Regions from separate parts of the Cyprinus carpio genome. Here region 1 is linked to region 2. Evidence: chromatin contacts called from public Hi-C data. All regions are on one chromosome and are shown on one strand. The core of a region is the stretch at or near the end of the contact, and the rest is flanking DNA. Distances in the headings are between cores, read along the strand shown.

Region 1 (6,741 bases), core at 2,185-4,684, 58 kb before region 2:
TGTGTTATCTGCGCCACAAGGCTGCGCTGTTTTCTTTCAAATCAAGGCTAAATACACGTAGAAACAACGCATCCTTGTGGTGCGGATGATACAGAAGAGCATACGCAGCATACGGTGATATGGAGAGACCCAGATTGCACGTCTGATGGCAGATGTAGTATTCTGACGATGACTTTCGTACCTTTTATGGACCTTGACACTGTTAATTATTTTGCAGTCTATGGGACAGTAACAAGCCTCCAGGTTTCCATCCAAAATATCTTAAATTGTGTTCAGAAGACGAACGAAGCTTTTACGGGCTTGGAACGACATGGGGGTAAGTGATTAATGACAAAATTTTCATTTTGGGGTGGAGTATCCCTTTAACTAATGGAACTTTATTGTAAAGTGTTGGCAAGAAAATAATCATGGCTGATCATCTTTATGGGGCTTTTCTCAGCCAAAATTCAAATTTAAATGATCAGTTAGATTATTAATTAGCATATAAGGTAATTAATTTGATCTAAATTGGTAATCAACTGATAGTCCCAAAAATATCAATAAAGTTTTGGAGAAGGAAAACTTTTAAAAGCACAGACACATGACAACAATGATCTGTGAAGCGTCTCTCACCAGCCTCAGACTCTCGGCTGATGCCGTCTGTGCCCTGTGTTGCTGGAGCACTGTAAGGGGGTGACGTGACCAGGGCAGTGGTGCCATCTGAGCCTTCACACGACTGACTGCTCCGTACGGGAGGTGACGACCCGTCTGCCTGATCTCCAGCGCCCAACGGCAGCTGAGGCTTTCTCGGATGCTGCTTCGGCTCCAGAGCCCTGCTGACTACAGGGCAAGAGAAAGAGAGAGAACAACATCAGTGTCAGGGCTCACCAGTAAGGAATGCCTGTTTGCTGTCAGGACAGTTGATGGAATTATTGTTATATATAAACACATATAAAATTGGGAGAAAACATTTAATTCAGAGAGGACAGAGCAGTGATTATTTTACACTGATTACCTTATTTAATTTTTTTTAATATTTCTTTCCTCTGCATACTAGTGTTAGACCTACCTGAAAAACTCAAACTCATTTTATTTGCTCTATTGTTCTTCTTATTTTATTACTGACTGTTTACTTGTCTTCACTAATGTTTAACCTTTATAATAGTTAAGATAGTAATTTTTGCTGTGATATCGAAACTGGAAAAGGGAATTGTGAAATTTCACTGGTATCTAAAAGGTTGGTGTTGTGACAACATTATTTACAAAAAAAAAAAAAAAAAACTAAACATGCAATTTATGCTTTTTATTTATTTATTTTGTGGCAGGGCCATTAGAAAAAAAAAATAGCATTGAGTACTGAATGGTATTTGTCTCTTCAAAATAAAGGAGATTACAAGTGTGTGGTTGTCTGTATAAAATGGTTACAAACAGGGAAGTAAAATAAACCCACAAGGAGCTTCACAAGTAACAAAATTATGCCACACAGAGATTTCACCCTAACAGAAACTGACACAAAATTCATTTTTTCTACGAAATGAACCAGTTTTACCCCTCATCAATTTTATCCCTTTAAGTTCACTTATAGTATTCCTCTAGGTTTGAGAAATATTATTTAATTCATTTCAAATCCCATTTCACCATCTCTAAATCATAGAATTAAACAGGCCTCTCTTTTTTGCTACTGTACCTTTAAGGCTATATGTACACGACCTCGTTTATGAATAGCTGACATTTCTGCTACTGTCTGCATAACTACAAAACTAAACCTGTGTTGTAATCCAGTGGTTCTCAAGGCCAGATTAAAAAAGCATATCAATAAAAAAAACAAAAAACTAAATAAAAAATAAATAAAAAATAAAATATTAAACACACACACACACACTTTTGGTTACTTTATTATATCAACACTCCCAGTTTCTGTTAACAAAAGAGTCTGAAAACAAGCAGCATTATCATTATTACAGCAGAAATATAGGACAAATTATATTAGCCAATATGGGCAGGGCCTTTAAAACATTTTGTAGGCCTATAGGGGTCTTTGAATCAAAAAGGTTGAGAGCCACTGGTTTAACTGTTAATGAAATGAATCAGCTTACTTGCTGAAGTGTCAATCCTGCTCGGTCGTCTCTGAGGAAAGACACTAGGAAATCGTGTTTTCTTTGATTTCTCCTCACTTCCATCTTTCTCAGGCTTTATACTTTTCTGTTTAGGGAGCACAGAGACAATAGTTAGGTTTCTTTGGTTTCACAGAGTCATTTGGAGACAGAGTCAGGAAGTTTGCTGAGAGTTTGTACCTTGATCTTAGGGAAAAGATTCATTAGCTTGGGCTTGTGCTCCAGCCCTCGAGACTCCTTCACTTTTACGCCGAGCTGCTTCATATATGACAGTATCACAAACTGCATGGTGCTACTGTGAAAGAGAATGACAGTATGAGAAAAAAATACTTGGAAATTGTTCACATCCCTAAGTTTGAACAGTAGTATTAAAAATGGCATTATTACATCAGTATATATACCAAGGTGTTGATGATTCGGCCAAAACTAGAGTCTAGCTGATGTTTTTCTAATCCAGCCTTAGACTTAAACTTAGTTTCACTCACTGTGGTAGTTTAAAATGGACTATTCTGAGAAATCATTATCTGTCATTTCCAGCAGGGGGAGCAAGAGCTTAGTTCAGTCCATGCTGAAATACTTTACAGCGTGCAGAAAATTATTCTGACAGCTAGGACCCCAGCTGAAGAACTCACAAAGCTGTTCTCACAAACACTTACAAGCCAAACAGATGACTTGTACAATGTGTAACCACAGTCAGTGCCAGAGCAGAAATAGCCCTCACAAGCTCCTGTCAGAGGCTTCATGAGGCTCCACTCTCTTGTATGCCATCTGGGCGGACACACAACGCCTCAGTCCCTTCTGCTGCCGCCCATATGGGCTCCTGACCGATCATATGCTGCAACTACACACCACTCACAAGACTGCAACAAAATCTGGGAGGGAAACTGCAGGGCTAGTGTGACTTGAAGCAGGTTTTTGCCTTTAAAATGTACCTTTTCACTTTAAGGTTTTGTTTTACTACTTTATAAAGTAATGTAAAACTGTACCATTTTACTAAATACTCAGTTTCTGTGTGACCTTGGATTTAGTTTCAATCTGTAAGGCAGGACAGTGTTTCAGGGGTTAATATGGGGTGATGTAATATGTCATTTATGGAGGGAGAGGACATGAGAATTCCCCTTACCACTTATCTTCCTCTGTGGCCTGTGACGTCAATCTGAAACAAAACATAAGTTGCTGAAGTGTGAGAGACACACACAACTTCCAGTGTGTTTTCCTTCTCGTTTGAATAGTGTAACATGTAATATTTACCCATTTTGGATTTAACCTAAAGATGTTATCATAATTAGTTTAATTTCAATACAATCACATTAGTCTAGGTTTAATCTTAGTCAATCTTTGGGTAAAATGGGAACTTGTTAAATAATGAATAACAATGAATGGCTGTCGGCTGATGCCAATATGACCAATAACCCCTTTTAAAATAATGTTAATATTCTATAAATCAACAAATTTGGTCAAAATGACATCATTATCCTTTAAGGAAGTGGACACAGCTAAGAAAAGTAAATCCTACCTCTTTTTTCCCCACTTTATTTTTCAGTTTTGTTAAATTTGTCCGTTGGGAACAATTTATTTATTAAAAAGTGTGTATAGTACTTACCCCAGCATTATATTAGCATTCATTTCTATTTCTAAAAAGCCCCTTGCAAACATTTATAAATCACCTGTTATCTTTTTGAAGGCATATACACCTCAGTTAACATACTGGTCCCTTGCAAAAATATAGTATTTACCTTTTACAAAATGTACATACTCCTTAATCATGTATATTTACATAAAAGAAGAGGACTGAGAACAGAGCCCTGTGGGACACCCTGAGTTAGGGGAGTAGTGCAAGACTTAAATTCATGGACAGCAATCAAGTGTTGTCTATCAGTGAGCTATGATTACAACCATGAAAGCCCATGAAGCTAAATGATATATTGGCATTTTTTAAATACAATTCTGAACATCTTAAAAATTCTATAAGAGCTTTGCAAACATGATAAAATGGGTATTTAAATGGTAGTGATCTGTAGTGTGTAAGCAATAACTACCATACACAGAGAGACAACAAAGAAGAGAAGGACAAGAAACCTTTCAAGAGAACAAATGGCATCATCTAAAAGTATATTCACATACATGTTAGCATGAACAAGTGCACTTACAGTACATCCTCAATCTTAGAGATAATGTGCTCTGCACAGGATCGCTCTTTTTCCAGAGCCACGCGATCTCTCATTCTCTCTGTATCCAGACGGGCTAGCTCTGCTTCAGCCAGGGTCAGACCCATACTGCGCTTGTGCCTGTAACATACAGATAATACACAAGTGAATTTAGTGGAAGAGATGGTTTTGACTGACACTTGTGCTGGTAAACTGGAGATGAAGAGTGCGTGTTGGGGTCTTTATCTGATCTGTATTAGATGAGTGCATCTCACCTGAAGTCTTCTAGGTTCTTCTGGATGTCAGGTAGTAGTGTGTCCTGCAGCTGCTGCACATATTGACGGTGGACGTCCTCTGAGATGGGTTCCGGCCTCTTCCGTTCTGCATTATTTGAGTGTGCAGTCCGTTCTATGCAAACACAAACAGGTATAAAAGTCATGCAAAGTTACACTAAAATGAGGTGCACAGTATATTGGCACCATTATCGATAATCAGAATTATCTTATTTAACAATAAATCAGCAAATACAGATTAATTTAAAAATAATAAACTAAATATCAGACAGTTAAATTGTTGTTTTATTCAGCCAATATATTTTGTTCTTTTATTTTTTAAAAACAGCCCCCTAGTATTTAGAGTTTTGAACTTACCCAGGTCAGCGATGATGGATTCTGGCACTGTTACTTTCAAGCTCTGTTAAAAAAAACAAAACAAAACAAAAAAAATATTTAACTCTTAATCAGAAACCACATCATCTATCACAACCTAAACAAGCTGAGACTGCTTTAAAGTTCCTCACAGCTGTTTTATCTATGAAGAAGGTATCCATGAGGATTCGTCGTGTCTCTTTGGAGCTGGTCTGTTTGTAAATTTCAGCATAGAGGTAGCACAGCTGAGGAGCGAGAAGAGAAACAAGTGATGTGACTCATCTGGTCTGAGACGAAGCCGTAAGCATGCAAGAGAGATTCACGGAACATGGAAAGTAATTTATAAACATTTTGTTAGATTCCTGGAAATTCCAGGTTTGTGGGTAAGAGCGGTGATCGATCTCACCAGCGGTGCAGGGTCAAACTGAGAGACCACATGATGGATGAAAGCTGCCAGGTGAGCAGGCCGAGATTTCAGGAGGTCTACGCTCTGAAAACAGCTACACTGGCCATTCATCTAGAGACAGAGAGAGTTAACTTACATTACTAGTACACATTAATATATTATTCAACTTTATGATTTAATGCATAACTTAAATGTGGGCTTGTGAATGTAAATGTGTATTTTATTTTGCTATTTTCCATGAATAACCACTGGGCTCTGTTTAAAATGCTAGTAGGCTTCCTTCTTATCAACTGTCTACCTAGGCAGCTACCTTCTAAGATGACATTATAAGCAGGGTCTCAGAAAAGAGGGGAAAGTGGAACTCCTAGGCATTACTTACGTAGAGCCAAACTGGACTGTGGATTAGGGTCCCTGCAGAGGGATCACTATTTCAAATGAGAAAGACCCTAAAAACGCAATGTAGTCATCTCCAGCAACACAACATCATTAAGAAAAGTTAGTGACTTTACGCATACTGTATGAGAAATTATTTGATGCATCAATCCAGTAGGAGATGAAGATTGTGTGATATGTCTCCTGTAATGGATTTATATATACTGGGAATTATATTGGCTTTAATGTAAACTATAATGGTGTCTACTGGTATTTGATGGATTCTATTGGTGGGATGTAATCTGGCAGATGGGAAACAAAAGAATAATAGTAATTCCTATTGGAATAATGGCCAAAACACACTACAAAAAGGAATTATGTAATTGTTTTAATGGAAACCATAAGAATTCTGTGATGGTTTCTACTGTTGCAGGGGTGTCCAAACTCAGTCCTGGAGGGCCGGTGTCCTGCAGAGTTTAGCTCCAACTTGCCTCAACACACCTGCCTGGAAGTTTCTAGTAAAAGCTTGATTAGCTGGTTAGGGTTGGGGCTAAACTCTGCAGGACACCGGCCCTCCAGGACCGAATTTGGACACCCCTGCTTTAAAGCTATCTATTTTATAAAGTACTATATAAATAAACGTGATGCAACTTTAGTTAAGTGGAGTGCCAAATTGCAGAGCATATCCAGATCACTATGAACAAATGCTTTCTTAACTGCTGTTTTCTCACCACCGTCATTTTGTTGTGTTTATTTGTTATTAAGAGGAAAGCCTGAAGTACATATTACATAATCATCTAAACACCACTCTCAGCACAGGCGGTGCTGGGATGTTTGCTAGCATTATATCGCTGCTCAGGTATTTCAAACTTTGTTTTACCTCTAAGCTAAGAACAAAAAAGAACTTTGTCATGAGTTATATCTAGGCAGCTCACTAGTGTTTGAAGCAGAGCCTGTGAGTACAAGAATCAAAAGGCAGTAATGTACAGACTATATCCAAGCCACGGTCAGCCCTACCTGTTCCTGCTCTGTGTCAAAGTCTTCGTCCTCAGCACCAATGATGGGTGCTACCGGAC
Region 2 (5,878 bases), core at 563-3,062:
ATATTTGAGCTCTTAAAGACAACACCTTTATAAAAAATAAATTAAAAAAAATGACTATGACAGCAGTACCATAGTGAAGCATGTTAATAGTATCTTATTTTGACATATACTAGCGAATGACAACTATTCATATACCAAAGGTTTTACTTAGTATCCCGAGAATACTATGGTATTACTATGGTACATGTCCAAACATCAGGGTCTTACCATGGAACTGTGTAAGTGAATTGTGTAGCATATATTTTGTTGAAGTGTGGCAGATTAATCTCAACCATACAGTGTTTTGGATATGTATACATGTATAAACAGAGTCATAAACCTAAGACAGTTCATCATTATAAACACAACCATGTAAATATTATATGTCATCATTTACCTCTCAGCAAGCGTGGACTGTGTGCCGCTCATTGGGCTTTCCTTTCTTGATTTTCTTCAGCTCTTATCCAATTAGCATTTTACCAAGGTAAAACACCTTTGCATTTGAAAAAAAAAAAAAAAAATAAACACAAAACAACAACAGCCGGGTGACACTTTTCAATTTTGACAGTTCCGTCTTGATGTGAATGGTAAAGTCTCCTCTTGAACAGAACAGAAACAAACAAGCTTATGTTTTATATTTCCACGGTTTGTCTGCGTTGGTCTCAGTAGTCTGTGTCATTTGACTGTAGCGCTACACAATACAAGAGTTAGCAAAGAAAACCGACGCTAAACGCAAACACATAGAGGATCAATGGAGAAAAACACTTTCTGTTGTCTGAGACGCTTCATCATTTTCCCAGCCAAAATGCCACCACACAGACCGACAGGCTTCCCCCTCGCCTCTGTCTGGATACAGACGCCTTTGTCAATCCCGAAGCACGGCTGGAAGTAAAGCCAGAGAAACAATCTTTTGTTAATGTGTTGCCTTACGAATGAAGGGGACTGTCCGGCTGCATTTCGCGTCAGTCCAAAAGATCTTCGCAAAAGCTCTACTTCGTAAATCTCGACGGGTTTCTATCATTCCCCCCACTGAAACACTTCCAACTCGGCATTCCTAAACTCAACCTTATCTTAAACGCGGGATTTTCACTGCTGCACAAAACGTCAGTTTGCAGTACAAACCACACCATTAATTGAATTGGTAGTGCAAAGTAAGTCTGTTAACTAAATATACATCCTTTTAGGCCTCTTACACGCTGAATGGACTTTTTCTCCAGAAGAATGTGTCCTGGCCACTCCGAATGTGTGAAAATCTGGGGGAATTCAGCATCCACACGGTTCAACCTTTCATTGTAATTCCTTCCCTACCTATTTCAACTTCTAGAATTTTATATTGCATATTTTCCACTGCAAACTTTACGAATCGTTTGATGTTTGCTCTGGGGCAGCGGCGGGGTTAGTTCCCAGTTCAGGAATTCTGCTCAAAACAGCTTCGTTTCAAAGCGGCAAAAAAATACAATCCAAACTTTACGGATGTGCAACAACACATATTTTCCTCTCGCGAACGGATTCCTTCTGTTCTTGGAATAATTTGTTTTGAAACTTTGGTTTAGTCCAGTCCTTCCCTTCTAGTCTCCATGTTTTCCGAAATTCAGTAGCTTTTAGCCGTTCTTTTTCCAACAAAATCCGTACACCAAGAATTCCGTCTCTATACAAGCGCAAATAAAGAAAACACACACATGCGCGTTGTCACATGTGTCAGTCTGGCGCTGTACGAAGATTAAAAACGATTAAGAAGAAATCACAAAAATCCAGATAATTCCCGAGTTTCAGTAAAATCACATCCCGGATTCCTACGCCTGCGACGCTTCACCACTTTTTGGCGTATCCTTCCGCAAACAGCACTATCAAGTGTTGTAGACTTGCCTACTAGTTGTCATTGGTAAAGTACTGACAACTAGTAGGCGGTAAATAAGGAGCATTATTCACTCACTTAAACCAGTAAATCAAACAAGGTGTTTTACAGATTAGCCAGAATCTGCGATGAATAAACAAAATCATTATGTTTAAGAGGCATTCTGATGAAGAAGCGGATCAATATTTAAATATCACTTATAATTGAATGATAAAATCAAATTAGGAGAAGAATAAAATAAATACAGAAAACAAACATATTCTGGAATGAAAGACAGACTGATACAATAAAGCTGTGATTTATTTGTCAATATTTATCAGAATGAGCATATTTAAATCTTTCGCGCCACCTACCGGTTCATTCCTACTGGTGGTTCTGCAGTGCCAAACCAACTACAAACATGATCAGTGTTCAGAAGACTTCAAAGCAATGGGTGAATATCATATTTTCAATGTTTGTATACCCAGCAACATTTAGCAATAATCCCTAATTAAAATAATATGTAAACAGAGATAATTAAAGAGATATTATTTTCATTTGACAATAAAAATATGTATATAAGCTACTGTAAAAATACTTGCAGTGGTGAGATGATAATCACAAGGTGTAGGCCCGGAGAATATTTTGACAAAATATTTCTTGTGTAGCACATTCTTTTAATAATCAGACCAACAAATAAGCAGGTGGTTAAAAACTACACTTTTCATCTGAATCCACAAATTTATCTTTAGTGTTTTGTTTGTCCAAAAAAAAAAAAAAAAAAAAAAAAGGCTTTATTCATATGGACTCATGCAGCATACTGTCTAAAAGATCTGCATGGTACCACATTCTCCTTTAATCTCAAAACAGCCCTCTTTCATCATCAAAAAAGTTTGCCACTTTTTACATTTCAAAATTCCTCTGCTGTTTGGATTTAGTGGCAACTAATCACATACATATGGCTTCCTCCTGTTTGAGTAAGTCCTGTTTGCACTTTCATGATAATGTGTAGTTGTGTTTTCGAGCACTTTGGTAAAATATCAATGTCATGGAAATTCATGGAAATTGGAAAAGTCATGGAAAATTAACAATAACTTAATATTTCATAGAAATGTCATGCAATGTAAAACAATCTTAAATCTTAAAATAAATATTAATTATTTTTAAATATTTTATATAAATTAATAAATCTTAGTATGTCATGGGAAAGTTATTAAAATGAAAGTTTTAATATGTCATGCAAAAGTTATGAAAATTAATAAAATCATAATATGTTATGGAAAAAAATGTGAAAATGAATAAAACTTTAATATGTTTTGAAAGATTCGTGGAAAATGAATAATATCTTAATTTGCTTTGGATAAATTTGTGGAAGTCAATAAAATCTTAATATGTAGTGGAAATAAATAATATCTTAAGTCTTTGAAAAAATGTGGAAATTTAATTGGTGGACTAATTAATAAAACTCAAGAAAGTCAGAAATGATAGAAGTAGCTATATTGAATTTATATTTTTCTAACTGTGTTTTAGAGGTTTCACCTTTTGTGCAGATTTTATATATATACTGTATATATCTATTAAAAATGAACCCTGTAAACTAACAAAGTGCTACATAGAGCTATGTATATCAGCAAAAATGCCACTTTTCCCAGTCCTAATGCACAGAGAGGCCTATTTCACTTTAACAGCATGTCCATTAGCTTCATCCAGCTTGTACTGTTCCTTCCATCGCCTGTATTTGACACGAGTTTTCTTGCAGGCAAAACGTGCAATATCTATCATGAAGATCCAGGAGAGAGTGTAAATAGCCACCCCACCAACTTTCACTATAAGCAATGGTTTCGGAGAAGCTAATACACAATAAAGCATTCTACTCCCAACACCAATCCTCACAGAGGCAAACAGAAGAATGAAGAGCAGGTCCACCACATCTCCGGCTAAACTGTCATAGCGGCCCATGCGCTTGAGGAACCAGCGGGCCTGCAGGAGCGGGTTGGTGATCTCGCTGCCGAAGAGGACAGCGCAGGTCTCGATGCCCGACTCGCCGAGCTCTAGTGCCAGCACTATCCCGAGGATGCTCATAGTATGGTGGGCCAGCATCACCGGACCCTCAGTGCGGAAATACACACACCAAGCCATGTCAAAGAGGAAGTATCCTAAACTGAGAACAAGAGCCAGGATCTGGAGAGATGTGTTTTCAGTGCCTGGAAACAAAAGGAAGAGATCTCAAAAGTCACATCCAATTAATTCTTGAAGAATTATTTACATTTAACTTACATATTATCCTTACAAAGCCCTTACTTTAAAAACGTTTCAAAAAATAAGACCACATTTAGTTTTCTTGACTTGAAGAAGTAATACTTGTGTCTGATGGTATTACTTGCTTGGGGATGTGTAGTTAGAATAGTTATTTATATATTGTTTTAATATTTAGATTTACTTTTTATATTTATAATTTTGTAGGAATATTGATTAGAAATGTTTTAGGAAAATTCATAAGACATTTTGTAAGAAACATTTTCTAATAAAAATTTGTAAGTAAACTTTGTAAGAAAATTAGGAATTTTTCTGTGGAAAATTCATAAGAAAAATTTTAGTTTTTTTTTTTTTTTTTTTTTTTTAAGAATTTATATGACAATTCAGGAATTTTGTTAGAAAAATTCTAGTAAATGTATAGTGGACCGGTCAGACCTGGAAGAATGGCCCTGTATTGCTGCTGGGAATGGGTCAAAGGCAGGGGATACATCTGTAAAACGAATATGTGTACTGAATTTTGTACTGTAAAATTGTTGAATAAAGTCGTTTTCTTTGCACACAAAAAGTATTTTTGTAGCATAACATTATGATTAAAGCACTGATGTCACATGGACTATTTTACCACATTTTAGGGCCTTGAACATGGTAGTTGCGTTGCAGTCTATGAAGTGCTTGGATTTCATTATATATATATATATTATTTTTTTTTTTTATTTTTTTTTTTTCAAACATTTGTGTTCTGAAGATAAAAGAAGCTCTTACGGGTTTGGAACGGCATGAGGGTGAGTAATAAGTGACAGAATTTTCATTTTTGGGTGAACTATCCCTTTAAGTGTTATTTTTTTTTCAGTAGTAGCTCCCCCTATTGGCAGAATTTTATTAAACTTCTTGCGCATCCTGAGACTGTCCTGTTGTCAATGTGTGTCAAGTTTTGTTAAGCTTGAACCTTACATACAGAAGATATAGGTCAGCTCATTAAAAAAAAAAAAAAAAAAAAAATCCTTGTACTTTTTAGCCATATAACTAATAGTAAATGCAACAGACTGCATATTTGTATGTATAAACCCGATTCCAAAAAAGTTGGGACACTTTACAAATTGTGAGTAAAAAGGGAATGGAATAATTTACAAATCTCATAAACTTAAATTTTATTCACAATAGAATATAGATAACATATCAAATGTTGAAAGTGAGACATTTTGAAATGTCATGACAAATATTGGCTCATTTTGAATTTCATGAAATCTACACATTCCAAAAAAGTTGGGACAGGTAGCAATAAGAGGCCGGAAAAGTTAAATGTACATATTAGGAACAGCTGGAGGACCAATTTGCAACTTATTGGGTCAATTGGCAACATGATTGGGCATAAAAAGAGCCTCTCAGAGTGGCAGTGTCTCTCAGAAGTCAAGATGGGCAGAGGATCACCAATTCCCCCAATGCTGCGGCGAAAAATAGTGGAGCAATATCAGAAAGGAGTTTCTCAGAGAAAAACTGCAAAGAGTTTGAAGTTATCATCATCAACAGTGCATGATATCATCCAAAGCTTCAGAGAATCTGAAACAATCTCTGTGCGTAAGGGTCAAGGCCGGAAAACCATACTGGATGCCCGTGATCTTCGGGCCCTTAGACGGCACTGCATCACATACAGGAATGCTGCTGTAATGGAAATCACAACATGGGCTCAGGAATACTTCCAGAAAACATTGTCGGTGAACACAATCCAACGTGACTTTCGTTGTTGATTGCTGGATATATATATGTAGGCGAAAAAGAAGCCATAACTAAACATGATCCAGAAGCGCAGGC

The links. A called contact is a pair of places that touch in the nucleus more often than the background predicts.
Region 1: a Hi-C map of skeletal muscle shows a contact between it and region 2, with 7 times the contacts expected there. The contact joins the enhancer-like site here to the promoter of LOC109107386 in region 2. A contact is called at or near these places in 5 of 8 Hi-C or Micro-C datasets (liver and skeletal muscle).

What each region holds. Positions count from the first base shown.
Region 1 is chrB5:22,596,709-22,603,449 of ASM1834038v1, reverse strand. LOC109107386 (rho guanine nucleotide exchange factor 12-like) reads right to left here. Exons shown (of 38, transcript XM_042724938.1): 10 at 6,683-6,741; 11 at 5,294-5,404; 12 at 5,040-5,132; 13 at 4,891-4,933; 14 at 4,516-4,648; 15 at 4,244-4,381; 16 at 3,217-3,249; 17 at 2,274-2,388; 18 at 2,076-2,181; 19 at 613-819. Among protein-coding and RNA genes, the nearest start is that of LOC109084465, 26 kb to the left of the region's middle. Within about 2 kb of position 3,434, at least 1 of the 8 cell types and tissues checked has an H3K27ac peak or open chromatin away from gene starts, as enhancers often do. A contact at or near this core is called in skeletal muscle, where this site is marked.
Region 2 is chrB5:22,537,960-22,543,837 of ASM1834038v1, reverse strand. It overlaps LOC109107386 (rho guanine nucleotide exchange factor 12-like), which reads right to left and starts at 1,812. Exons shown (of 38, transcript XM_042724938.1): 1 at 377-1,812. The coding sequence starts at 408. It overlaps LOC109071927 (TLC domain-containing protein 5-like), which reads right to left. Exons shown (of 3, transcript XM_019088229.2): 3 at 3,149-4,017. The coding sequence ends at 3,485.